Linked DNA regions of Anas platyrhynchos: region 1 is linked to region 2. Evidence: chromatin contacts called from public Hi-C data. All regions are on one chromosome and are shown on one strand. Each heading gives the region's core, a stretch centred on a gene start, on an enhancer-like site or on the middle of the called end of the contact. The rest is flanking DNA. Distances are from core to core; before and after follow the strand shown.

The links. A called contact is a pair of places that touch in the nucleus more often than the background predicts.
Region 1: a contact with region 2 is called in a Hi-C map of subcutaneous adipose tissue, with 2.8 times the contacts expected there. The contact joins two enhancer-like sites. A contact is called at or near these places in 2 of 8 Hi-C or Micro-C datasets (F5 follicle and subcutaneous adipose tissue).

What each region holds. Positions count from the first base shown.
Region 1 is chr1:71,423,014-71,425,950 of IASCAAS_PekinDuck_T2T, forward strand. No RefSeq gene overlaps it. Among named protein-coding and RNA genes, the nearest start is that of WNT7B, 28 kb to the right of the region's middle. Within about 2 kb of position 1,473, at least 4 of the 8 cell types and tissues checked have an H3K27ac peak or open chromatin away from gene starts, as enhancers often do. A contact at or near this core is called in subcutaneous adipose tissue, where this site is marked.
Region 2 is chr1:71,286,752-71,289,983 of IASCAAS_PekinDuck_T2T, forward strand. No RefSeq gene overlaps it. Among named protein-coding and RNA genes, the nearest start is that of WNT7B, 160 kb to the right of the region's middle. Within about 2 kb of position 1,915, at least 1 of the 8 cell types and tissues checked has an H3K27ac peak or open chromatin away from gene starts, as enhancers often do. A contact at or near this core is called in subcutaneous adipose tissue, where this site is marked.

The sequences.
Region 1 (2,937 bases), core at 223-2,722, 140 kb after region 2:
CAGCAATATTTACATATGCAGATAAACACAAGAAATGCTCTTGCTGTAGCTTAGGGTTTATAAACCCCTGTTAAACTCTCCCTTGATCTCTTGAAGTATTCACTGGTCGGTCTGAAGTCACTCATTCTCACCCTACTGCTCGAACTCAGGCGAATTCCCTTGACATGGTGCTGCCCTTTGCTTCCAGAGGTGTAAGGCAGGCAAAAGGCACAAAATACAAGGCACCAGGCAGTGCTACTGGCATGCAGCTGCATGCACACCAGCCGATGGGGCTGACGATGAAGGAGCTAACACCAGCATCAGAGACAGTACTTAAGGCATGGAAACAACATCAGGCACAAATATGATGTGCTCGCCCCTGTTACAGTTACCATGGGAAACCTAACTTTGAATTTCTTTGTGTCTCAGGGTAGAAAAAGCTCGGAGCATGCAGCCTTCATAGAGAGGGGCTGGCTTTACACTCTTTGGGTGCAAACATAAACAATACAGGTGTTCAAGTGAAATGGTTTTCAACGTTTTGCTTGCTTATTCCTTCGGTGTCGTGCTTCAGTGTTGCTCTGTTTGAAGAGCCCTATGTGACCCTTTAAGCTTAAACACAGACAAACTTTTATCCCAGACAATTACAAGGGAAAACATGGTATTGCCACGCAAACGTGATCCAGTGACTTAATTAGAACCAAGTTCAGAGAGACAGAGAGGAGCTGTAAATCTCCTGAGAGTCTTTGGGGGGCTGTTGCAGGAGGGTGAAGCCTTTGCAACACTGTGAAAGCCTGCAATAGGAGAAGAAAAAAAAAATAGGAGAGAGAAGGGAAAAAAATGTATTTCAGATAGAAAAACAAATGTTAGAATATGGCAGTATTTTTTAAAGGAGAAGGTGAAAGCCGGCTCGGTGAAAAAGCCGGCAAGGCGGGAGTTAATTTGCAGCAACACTGGAAAGGAAGACCGAGCCGGGTCAGGAGCCCGGCGCCCTCTGGTGCGGGAGAGCAGCAGCAGTGGAAATTTCCTTTGGAAAGCAGCTTTGTTTCAAAGTTCAGACAGATTAAAATGACTCTAAAGCATGCCAGCAGGACGGGTGCAGACTTGGCCGAGCCCCCGGTAGCACCCGGACGAGGAGCCCTGCTGGGGGGAAGCTCAGTTTGGGGGTGATGTTGGGGTGGGGTGGGGGTGGGGTGGATGATTTCTTTTCTATTTTTTATTAGTATTTTGCCTTAGTTTCTGCTCCGGTGCCGAGTGTGACGCAGAGCCATGAGACGAGGGAAGGAGGCTTGAGGAACCGGGCAGGGATGCCAAGGCTCGCAGCCGCCTGCCGCGACATGGTGGTGGTGCGAGAAGCGCAGGGGCTGCCGAGGGAGGAGAGAGGGCGAGACGAAAGGAGCTCCCAGTAGAGATGCCGACTTCATGCATGACCTTAATCCCAAACGGGATGGTCCGCAGCCAGGCGTCCGTGCTCTCCAGCGGCTCCCCGTTCCGTTGGGGGCAATGTGCCGGAACCCAATACCCTTGTTGGAAGCGCCAGGACAGCGAGGAGAGCTCTGCGCTGCCAGGCTGCGAATTCCCATTTTTCACATTTGCAATGAAAGCTGGAGCAAATAAAAGCAAGCCAGTTGCGCCTCATATTGAGAAACAGCACACACACAAAAGCCTACCTACGAAGGACCAAAACGGAAAAGCGAACCTATGCCTTTAGGTACCAACTCGGAAAACGCACTCCGTTTTTTAACTTCCCCCCACCCAAAAGAGGGGGGTGGCAGCGTGGAGGCAGCTTCCCAGCTCATCTCCCCCTGCCGCCTCTCGCTCCTTCCTATCGCGTCCCGCAGTGGCCCATCCTCCAGCAAAGCAAAGTCTCCGAGAGAGCCGACGGGGCGCGAGGGTCGCTCCTCGTCGGCACCTGGCTGCCGGGATTCCCCCTCGGCTAACAACAAATTTGCCCTTAAAAATAATAATAAAAACAAAAAGAAAGAGTAAATATATATATAACAAACAAACAAACAAAAAAAGAGTGTATATATATATATAACAAAAAAAAAAAGCGAGTGGATTTTGAAACGGGCGTTTTCACCTCTCCCCTGATTGCACTTGAGAAAGTTTGGGAAAATAAGCGGCAAAGTCCCCGACGTCCGCTTTGCTTTTGCGTATCAACCTAAGCGCTGAGACTTCTTCCAGAGACACATTTTTCAGGGAAAAAAAAAAATAAAAATAAAGGAAAAAAAGAAACCACAGCCCCCCACGATTTCTCCAAAAAGATCCAGCAGATTTCTGCTGTCACCATGCGGGGGGCTCCACACCTTGCCCGCGTTGTAGACAGCCACATGCGACTCTTCCACCCCATCGAGCTGCCTTAAACGGGAAAAGTTTTTTGTTAGAAAAAAAATACAAAATAAAATCAAGAACCCATTTTGCAGCCAGTCAAAGCAAACTGTCGCCGAATATATGTGGGAAGGGTCATGTGCAGGCGGATTTGTCCTATTAATAAGGCACGGGAAGAGACAGAGGAGCGAACGCGTGCCGTGAAGCCGACGTGGGATGTTATTTGGGGTAATAGATTAAGGACAGACATCGGAAATCAGCCCCTGGGGTTTGCGCAAACGTGTCGCTATTTCGCGTTAAATCTCATTTCCGAAGAGAGCTTCCCCGGCTCCGCTGCACGTCCCTTCCCGCTGGAGGGAAGCGGGATTATTTGGAAGCAGCAGTAGGACGGGGGGGAAATGAAGAGACGACAGCTCCCTGTCGGGAAGCTAATCAACATTATAGATTGGAAACCTTCAGCTACCAAGGGCTGCTTTTCCGCTAATGGTTTTAAATCATGCACGTAGAAATACGGAGAGTAATTACGAGACCGCATCGGAGCTTATCTGAAAACGGCTGGGAAGTTGCAGACCGTGCTCGGAAACCGCTCGCACCTTGCAGGGAAGCCTGTTGATGCCGAGGAACTGACAG
Region 2 (3,232 bases), core at 665-3,164:
TTTCTTAACTTCCACTACTTGTTTCTTTGCTTCCAGATTTAAAAAGTGCCAGGTTCATATGGACAATAAGCTAAAAGACGATATTTCAAAGTAACACCAGAAAAACATTCAAATGAAAGAAATAGAGATGTGTGCAAATTATATGTAGGGGTCAAAGGAATTACACTTTTGCTGCTCATCTACACCATGGCTGGTAAACTGCAGCGTGATAGTCACTGTGCTTTGCTTACTATACTATGGTAATGGTAGGCCCTTACTGTTTCACTACGTCAGTAAGACAGCCACTCCATTGCACATACTGCTTTTAATTACCAAATGATACTACTTTTTAAAAGTGCTTTAAAAACAGACTTTGTCTGAAACATAGGATAATGATTTCTTTAAGATTACACAGGGGTCAATTAAAATCAAGGTACTTCATTGCATGCTTTTAGAACTGAATGCAGTTGTGAAAAAATGTGTTAATCATTTGATCTGACAAAAAGAAAATCTGGCATTTGAAAATCTCTAGAAACATAACGGCATAGCCACTGCAACCATTAATAAAACATATACTCACTTTTTTGCATGTATTAAGTAAAACTGAGGTATCTGTCTCAAGCTGTTTACCCCACAAACATCAGGCTAAGCCTCTAAAACCTCAAAAGCTGAACTCTGTAAGCAAAAATTCAACAGGGCATAAGCTTGTACTGTAAGAGGCAAGATATTCAGAAGCAACTTGTACAGACATAAAGATACACACAGATATATAGGCAGATAGATGTGAGTTTCCTACTCAGTTTTCTTTGCACAAAGCAATACAGAAAAATCACCAGCTAACTAGTAGATTAAGCAATGCAGACTTTGACGTTTAAAACAATTCCCAAGTTGTCTTTGTTTTTGGCAAAGTTTTTTCTTTTTCTTTTTTTTTAAGGCATACATATTTTCTCTAAATATATATATATAAACATGTCAAATCAAAAAAAAAAAAAAAAAGAAAGGACAAATTAAAAAGGAACGGTAGAAATAATAACACTTCTCTCTTACCTTTTTCATCTTTGGTGGGTCACTGGTAACATTTGTCTATGCATCAAATCCTGTTTAAAAAGCATTTTTTAAAATTTAGCTTCGGATTGGCGTGCTTGACTATACTATACATCACAAATATAGCACAAAAATGTATACCCACACCATTAAAAGGCATATACCTATGGTTTCAATCCTGTGCTTTCTTTAATAAGAATAAAAGTTCATAGTAAAGAACACCATAAAGCATGCAGAACAATGACAGCATTGCATATTCTCTCTAAAGTGCAGATGGTACTAAAGCAGATTTTAAGATAACGATGAAAATTAAACCTCATTCACTCCTCCTTGTTTCTCTTCTGGGAACACACACACCCACACACATCACCAAAGAAAACGAAATACTAAACATATTCACAGCATTTAAGTTATCTGCAGCTTCTCACACAGGGTAATCAAATAGTAAGATATGTGCAGAGAGAACCAGCTTAAAGGCATTCTTTACTGAAGTGGGCATAACTTGACAGCCCCAACTAAAACTAGTACTTCTCCATTTTCCTCTGTTGTAATGAGTTTGTTCAACAGGACATCAGAATTAATCATTCTTCACATTATATGACTACTGAAATGTCAGAAGTTTTATATGCAAACTATATTTACTAGTGTAAATATATTTTAAATAATCTTTGTTTTAAAACTTCCATCAGAACTGAGTGGTTAGAAATTTTTGCACTCCAAGGTTATACACCAAAAGTCAGCATGCCTTGGACATTTCCCCTTTCCAATTAAACCTCAACTTACCTTGCATAGTCAAAAGAGCTAGTGAAACTAAGCTGCTAGAAATCTGAGTTCTTTTGTCCACGATCTGATCTTTATGTGCCTATTTTTCCATTCTGCTGCCATCTGCTGGCAGCACATTCATTCTGCATGACACCAGACTGCATTTGATAGTCTCCCGTTGGATCACTTACCACTGTTAAAATATGAACCTTATTTTCCATGTTTCTTGGCCAACCAATCAGGTATTGCTACATTTCCGAGTCTAAAATTTTCAACATCAACCAACTGTATTTAGGGATCAACATGATTTCGTTGTCTCTCAAGAAGCATGCCTCTAAAATGGCGTGCACAAGACATTTAATATTTGTATCACTTTAAAAAATCACTTTTTCATATCACCGAGATTGTAAAAATATTTTCAAGCTCTGGTAAACCTTTCTGAATCTCTTAGTTTCTCTTGTCAAAGGACAATATTCTATCTTGAAGTTTACATGTAACCACTTCCTCTTCAAGTTTTGTGCATTTTCAGATAAAATTCAAAAGAGCAGTAAAATGTTATTCCGAGACCTAAGAGCATAATAAATAAAATGCAACATAACGCAATTTCAGAAAAGTAAGCTTAACAAGTTGCACAACACACGGTATTTTTATGCTAACTAGATTTAATTAACATTCCCCTCTAAGAAAGTAATAATAAAGTATATGATAATATACTAAATTATAAAATATCGTGTTTATGCAATAGGTAGTACATGAGCAAAGCAAAAAATGGAAAATGGTTTTATGCAGGCAAAACACTTTGAAACAGTATATGTATTCTAAATGCAACAAAGGACTTTCTAATTCAAAAAACTAAGCAAGCTTGCACTGAAAAGTTGTGATGACTAGCCCCTGTATTACAGCTGCACTTGGCTCACTAGTGATAGGAGACAGCACTATTGTTTTTTCAGAAGTTACAGGGACAGCTATACATCAAACAAAGAAAAAATTATCTTCAAGCTTTATGAAGGCAACTTGTGTCCCCTTACCTGTAGAGGAACATACTACATTTTACTATAGAAGCAGGACACTCTTCAATAGCCACTAGCTAATTCAGTAGATGCAGATCTGTTCCAGGGATTATATCAACAGAACTCTGCAAGAAGCCGATGTTCAATGTTTATTGAGCTTTTTGTTTGTTTGTTTGTTTGTTTGGGGGGTGTTTTGTTTTGTTTGTTTGTTTTCATTGTCAGGTTTGTCCTGGAGCAATAAGATCCAAACTTTGCAGACATATAGTTCTTCTTCTCAAATGAGAGATGCACACAAATGAATTGCCACACTTTCTGCTGTGGGCTGCTAATCTATCAGTTTCAAGTCATCTAGCCTTTCCTTCATTTCACTAATTCGGCTAAGAGAAACTGAGCTCTCTCATACTCTGTGTGGACCACAGTGAGGCATCACGTATTTC